Linked DNA regions of Macaca mulatta: region 1 is linked to region 2. Evidence: chromatin contacts called from public Hi-C data. All regions are on one chromosome and are shown on one strand. The core of a region is the stretch at or near the end of the contact, and the rest is flanking DNA. Distances in the headings are between cores, read along the strand shown.

What was found. Hi-C and Micro-C count contacts between places; a contact is called where the count stands out from the background.
Region 1: a Hi-C map of fetal cortex germinal zone shows a contact between it and region 2, with 1.6 times the contacts expected there. The contact joins the promoter of ARF4 here to the promoter of DNAH12 in region 2. A contact is called at or near these places in 3 of 14 Hi-C or Micro-C datasets (CD4 T cells, fetal cortex germinal zone and fetal cortical plate).

The regions. Positions count from the first base shown.
Region 1 is chr2:121,140,429-121,143,913 of T2T-MMU8v2.0, forward strand. It overlaps ARF4 (ARF GTPase 4), which reads right to left and starts at 1,880. Exons shown (of 6, transcript NM_001195582.1): 1 at 1,609-1,880. The coding sequence starts at 1,675.
Region 2 is chr2:121,101,444-121,104,868 of T2T-MMU8v2.0, forward strand. It overlaps DNAH12 (dynein axonemal heavy chain 12), which reads right to left and starts at 1,995. Exons shown (of 76, transcript XM_015130629.3): 1 at 1,872-1,995. PDE12 (phosphodiesterase 12) reads left to right here and starts at 2,258. Exons shown (of 3, transcript NM_001258194.1): 1 at 2,258-3,425. The coding sequence starts at 2,364.

The DNA of each region.
Region 1 (3,485 bases), core at 630-3,129, 39 kb after region 2:
CTAAGAAACTTTGAAAAAGAAAACACTTTATGAATCATAAACAATTGTTTCACAAAATGTAAATACGATGAGTTGAGGAAAATTAAACGAGCCAATGTATATACTGTTACTCTTTATATACCTTGAAATATTACAGAAGCTTGTGTTTGAAAGCTTTCGATGGTAGTACAGTTCCAAAATAAAACCTCCGGCCCGGCATGGTGGTTCACGCCTGTAATCCCAGTACCCTGGGAGGCCCGGGTGGGTGGATCACCTGAGGTCAGGAGTTCGAGACCAGACTGGCCAACATGGTGAAACCCCCGTCTCTACTAATAATACAAAAAATTAGCCGGGCGTGGTGTTGCATGCCTGTAATCCCAGCTATTTGGGAGGCTGAGGCAGGAGAATCTCTTGAACCCGGGAGGTGGAGGTTGCAGTGAGCGGAGATTGCGCCACTGCACTCCAGCCTGGGTGACAAAAGCAAAACTCCGTCGAAACAAAGAAAAGGAAAGAAAGGAAGAAAGAAAATAAAACCTCCTCTGGTAGAACACAAGCTAATGAACCAACAGGTTTCAACGTTCAAAGTTAGAGGGGCTTCTTTCAGCGTTATTCTAGTCCATGGAGCTCAGCTGTGATGTAGGCTGGTCACAGTAACCGGGAGCGGTTGCTTACATCAGCCAACTGACAGCCCTTCTCCCTTAGCTGAGCAAAAACACGCCCCCTAAAAAGCAGTTTTTTAAAAGTCAATTTTCTAAAAAGAAATTTTAAAAAATTGTAGTTACTATTAACAAGGCTACCTTAAAATTCAGCGTCATGATGTTCTGTTCAGTTCAGTTACTGAAAATTTATCAGGTATTTTTTAAAAATTCGTTTCTAATTTTTTTTTTGCATTAGACTTTAAGCCGGCTAAATAAGTTTGAAAACCTAGGAGAACAAACCAAATACATTTAAAGTTTTTGAAAATAGCCAAAGAAATAGAAGATAAGCTTGGTTTTCGGAGAATGAGATTAACAAGGAGGGAAAAACTTGAAAGGGAATCCAGCGCAGGCCAAGTTTAGCAAAGTGGGCGCTGAAGGACTCCAGACTCTTAGGAAACCTTGGGTGCTCCCTGGCCACCGCAACTTCCTGCCCCGGGCGACTCCAGGCTCCGGGTGGCCGCTGGCTCACATACCAACGGACTGTGCAGGGACTGTACACGAAGCGCAGAGTGGGAAGGAAAAGGCTAGAGTGGCTCTGCCTTCCCCCTGACGGCTGTCCACACCCGGGCAAGAAGGTATGCAGATCGCACCCCCAGAAAGGGCCTCGCCAAGTGTTTGCTTCCCAGAGTTGGCTTTCCCCACATCTCTGCCTAATGTTGTCCAGCTTTCAATAAGATCAAGGGGAAAAAGTCAAGTCCAGAAAGAAGAAACCTTGCCCAAAACCCTGTCGCTGCCTCGTCTGGCAACAGATCTGGGGAGGGATCGCTCACCCTCCGCTCCATTGTTCCCCCTTAAGAATTCCTCCCGACCCCCGACCCGGCGCCCCTCCCCCACCACGGCGGGCGGAGAGAAAAACAGGCCCAGAGGCCACCTGAATTGTAGAGATCCTGCCTTTCCCAGGTCCCGCCTCGACTCGCAGCCCTTCACTCACCCATCAAAATGCGCATCTGCTTCTTGCCAAATAGTCGGGAGAAGAGGGAGGAGATAGTGAGGCCCATGGCGGTAGTGGCACTTGTGATGGGCAGAAGCAGAAGGGGTTTGGGGCGACCCCGTGCTTTCTCCTTTCAAGCTCCCAGGCAAACTAAAAGAGAGGGAAGAGAAAGAGCGGAGGAAGAAAGGGGGAGGCAGGCCCGTCTCGCTGGCCGCTGTGCTGATGAAGCTCCGGCACAGGAATAAGCCGGTAGAGGACCTGCTAGGCGACTGGCGCGGCAGCTCCGGCTCTAGCCTTTAGGATCTGGCTGTGCCACGTCACGCGGCGGCCGCGGCGACTCCAGCAGCGGCCCGGCCCCTCCAACGCGGACAGAATCGCGTCACCGCCTCCCCATCCCCCTGCGCTTCCGGTGCGCCCAAGCCACTGCGCTTGCGCGCTCAGGGGATTGGCCAGTTTCGCTGACGTGCATCTCTCGACGACGCCACCGTCTGGACGTGGCTCCAAGAGTCGGGAGACGCCGGCTGGGGCACATGCGTACTGGGCGACGGACAAAGTCCCACAATACCTCGCTTCGTCACTTCCAATCAGACTCAGGACGAGACGCTTCCGCTCGGATAAAGGCATTGTCGGGGTGATAGTACTTGCTTCCGGAAAGGCGAGCTGAGCATTATGGGTTAGGTGAGGAACCTCGCCGTCTTCTATTACGGTACGCGCGATGGGAATTCCCTGATGCCATGAACTTAGACGTCTCTCACACGGGGCCAGACGCTTGCCTTAGTTAACGCGTGAAGACCGGCCTGGCCTTTTGCGGAGAAAAGTGGTTAAAAGCCGACTTGTGGGCCGAGAAACTGTGGCATCCTAATGAGCTAAGGCGAGACGCTTCGACCACCACGCTAGGTTATTCTGAAGATCTTTAATTCTATCAAGGCGAGAGCGCTCCAAGACATGTTCATCGGCTATTGCTTTTTAAAGAGAAGGCAACGAGGAAGTCTTGCTTTTCTTGTACTTTTTCTCCTAGAAGCAGCATGAAAGACTTACTCCTTAGGTTGAGGAAGTGGAAAGCCTCTTGATCAGGCCTGGCGCGGTGGCTCACCGTGCCCGGCCTGCTACACCTTCTTAAATTCACAACAATGATTAATTTATTAGACTCATTGCCAGGATAAAGATTTAATCTGTTTTTCTAATAGTGCCGTCCTTTGTGGTTCTGTAGTTGCTTATTCCAACTGGCATATTTCCATAGGATGGGGTTGAATAAGAAAAACTTGCAAACTTTCAAAAACAGTAAGCTATTTTTGTATTTTTGAAGGCTTGCTGAGTAACGCTTCTCTTGGTACCACTACCTTATCTACCCTTCAGAGACTGTTGTTTCTTAGGAGTGGCCCTGGGCAATTAAAAGCAAAAACTTCTGGCCAGGCACAGAGGCTCAGGCTTGTAATCCCAGCACTTTGGGAGGCCGAGGTGGGCGGATCACGAGGTCAGGAGATCCAGACCATCCTGGCTAACACGATGAAACCCCGTCTCTACTAAAAACGGAATACATTAGCCGGGCGTGGTGGCGGGCGCCTGTGGTCCCAGCTCTTCGGGAGGCTGAGGCAGGAGAACGGCGTGAACCTGGGAGGCGGAGGTTGCAGTGAGCCGAGATCGCGCCACTGCACTCCAGCCTGGGCGACAGAGCAAGGCTCCGTCTCAAAAAAAAAACAAAAACAAAAAAAGAAAAAAAAAAAAAACGAAAACTTCTTTACTCAGAAGTACCCTCCTTTGCACTGGAGATACATGTAAAGAGTTGCTTAGCAGTTGAATAACCTAAAATTGCATTTTGGAAGCTTGCTAAATGACAGACCTTCTTGTATCCTTTTGTGAACCCCCAAAATCTGAGA
Region 2 (3,425 bases), core at 745-3,244:
ACAGGGTTTCACCATGTTTAGTAGAGATGGTGAAACCCCATCTAACTTTTGCATTTTTAGTAGAGACGGCATATCACCATATTTAGTAGAGATAGTGAAACTCCATCTCTACTAAAAATACAAAACTTAGCCAGGCATGGCAGTGCACACCTGTAATCTCAACTACTTGGGAGGCTGAGGCATGAGAATCACTTGAACCCAGGAGGTGGAGGCTGCAGTGAGCCAAGATCACACCACTGCACTCCAGCCTGGGTGGCAGAGTGAGGCTCCATCTCAAAAATAAAGAAAAATTTAAAAAATTTATATGGCGGCCAATGACAATTACAGTATCAAACACCTTTTTTTCCTGCAATTAAAACCAAATGTTTTTAGCTTTTCCCCTTTCAAGAAAATGAAAATTAAAGCTTTTGTATAATTGCAAGCAAAACAACTCTAATGGCCCTCTTAGAAGAAATCCAGAACTTCATACTATGGCTTAGAATGCACTACACAATCTGGTGGATGCATATCTTTCTTATCTGCTACTCTCCCCTGGTCTCACCGTACTCATCACACTGGACCTTTCTGGTCTACAGGTAAAGCAATTCATTTGTTCTTCAAGGCCTTTTTCCTTTTTTTCTTTTTTTTTTTCTTGTTGCCCAGGCTGGAGTGCAATGGCGCGATCTCAACTCACTACAACCTCCGCCTCCCAGGTTCAAGCGATTCTCCTGCCTCAGCCTCCCTAGTAGCTGGGATTACAGGCGTGTGCCACTACGGCCAGCTAATTTTTTGTACTTTTAGTAGAGACGGGGGGGTTCACTATGTTGGCCAGGCTGGTCTCGAACTCCTGACCTTAGGCAACCCACCCGCCTCAGCCTCCCAAAGTGCTAGGATTACAGACATGAGCCACTGCGCCCGGCTTCTTCAAGACCTTTGAAAGAAATAGCAATGAAGTGCACGATTCCTTAGGCCAGGGGAGGCGGTTTTCACTTGTTATCCCAGAGTTTTGGGAGGGTAAGGCGGGGGGCTTGCTTGAGGCCAGGAGTTCGAGACCAGCCCAGGCAACATGGTGAAGCTCTTCTCTACTAAAATACAAAAATTAGCTGGGCATGGTGGTGTGTGCCTTGGGAGGCCCAGTTACTTGGGAGGCTGAGGCACAAGAATCGCTTGAACTCTGGAAGCCGAAGTTGCAGTGAGCCAAGATTGCACAGCTGCACTCCAGCTTGGGCGAAAAAGCAAGACCCTACCTAAAAAATAAAAAAATAAACAGATAAACAACTATTTCTTAATATAAGTATGCCCCATTATTATTCCTTATCTGAAATTCGAATTTAACTGAGATTCTGTAATTTTATTTGTTAAATGTAGTCACTCTAAATAGAGTTTTCCCATCTCTTTACTAACTAAAAATAAACACTGGGTGGCTCTTGCCTATTTGTACTTGGGAGGGTGAGGAGGGAGGATCACAGGAGCCCTAGAGTTCGAGGGGGCAGTGAGCTACAAGGCCACTGCATTCCAGCTTGGGCGTCAAAGTGACAACCCGTCTCTAATAAAAAATAACAAACAGGCTTCCGCAGTTTGTCAGTACTATTTGTTTCTGCCAATTAATAGTTGGGTGACCCTGAACAGGTAATATCTCGGGACTCCGCATTTGTAAAGCGATGGATACAGACCCACCTCATAAGAACTATGAGGCTTAAATAAGATAGTGTGTGTAGCGTTTCTCTTATAGCCTGCGCTCACTAAATGGAGTTATTGTATATCGTTCGTTATTAACTACCACAAAGGCTCTGCTCAGTGCGTAGGCGCTGGCTCAGCCTGGGGTGAACCCACCACGCCACCGAAACGAGCGATCAGGGTCGGCAAAGCTGTGGAGATGAAATAGGCAACACCTTCCACACTGCGAGTAAAGCTCGCAATCCAGGTGGAGGCTTCCACGTCCTAGCGCAGTCCAGCCTGGTGCGCAGGAAGGAGAGTTCGCCAGCCAAGATTCCAACACTGACGCCCACCTCATCTAGCAAAGCGGAACACGTGACACCGCCCCATCCACTTCCGGCTTGGAGGGCATGCCCTACCGTCACTAGCATGCACTTTCGACAAAACCGTGGAATCTAGTATTTTCCTCTGATACCTTTATATTTTCTTCACTTCCCTATAATTCTGACCTATCTTGTAGATAAAAATTAATCTTCAGACAATTAGAAACATGAGTGCCCACGCGCCTGGCGAAAGTGCGAGGCGGAAGCACTTCATTCTCTCTGTTCGCTAGCCGGAAGTCGCGAGGTCTGAATGAGTCAAAGCCGGCGGCCTCTGCTCCTCAGCTCCACCTGACAGTAGGCCGCTGATCGGCCGCGGGTCTCGTCGACCGCTAGGCCACCAGGTTCATGTGGAGGCTCCCAGGCGCCCGCGCCGCGCTTCGGGTGATCCGGACGGCGCTGGAGAAGCTGAGCCCGGCTGAAGCGCAGAGCCAGACAGCGGCGGGAGCGATGGAGCGCGCTGTAGTGCGCTGTGTACCCTCGGAACCCAAACTGAGCCTGTCATTCGCTTTGGCTGATGGCAGCCACAAGAACATGCAGCGCGACCAGAGCGAGCCGCTGGGTCGAGTCCTCAGCCGCATCGCTACCAATGCCCTAAAGGGTCACGCTAAGGCGGCCGCCGCCAAGAAGAGCAGGAAGAGCCGGCCAAATGCGAGCGGCGGTGCGGCCTGTTCAGGGCCGGGGCCTGAGCCGGCTGTGGCCTGCGAGCCCGTGGTAAAGCTGTACTACCGGGAAGAGGCAGTGGCTGAGGACGTGCTCAACGTGGATGCCTGGCAAGACGGTGCGGTGCTGCAGATCGGCGATGTTAAGTACAAGGTGGAGCGCAACCCGCCCGCCTTCACGGAACTGCAGTTGCCGCGCTACATCATGGCCGGGTTCCCTGTGTGCCCCAAACTCAGCCTTGAATTTGGGGATCCCGCCAGCTCCCTTTTCCGCTGGTATAAGGAAGCCAAGCCCGGAGCGGCGGAGCCCGAGGTCGGTGTCCCGTCGTCATTGTCTTCCTCCTCACCTTCTTCTTCTTGGACTGAGACTGAGGTGGAGGAGCGTGTCTACACCCCGTCCAATGCCGACATCGGGCTAAGGCTCAAGCTTCATTGCACCCCAGGCGATGGGCAGCGCTTTGGGCCCAGCCGGGAGTTGGAAAGTGTGTGTGTGGTAGAGGCTGGTCCTGGCACCTGCACTTTTGACCACCGGCATCTCTACACGAAGAAGGTGACGGAGGACGCTCTCATCCGCACTGTCTCTTACAACATCCTGGCAGACACGTACGCGCAGACTGAGTTCTCGCGAACGGTCCTGTACCCATACTGTGCCCCCTACGCCCTGGAGCTCGACTACCGCCAGAACCTTATCCAGAAGGAACTTACCGGCTACAACGCCGATGTCATCTGTTTGCAGGAGGTTGACCGC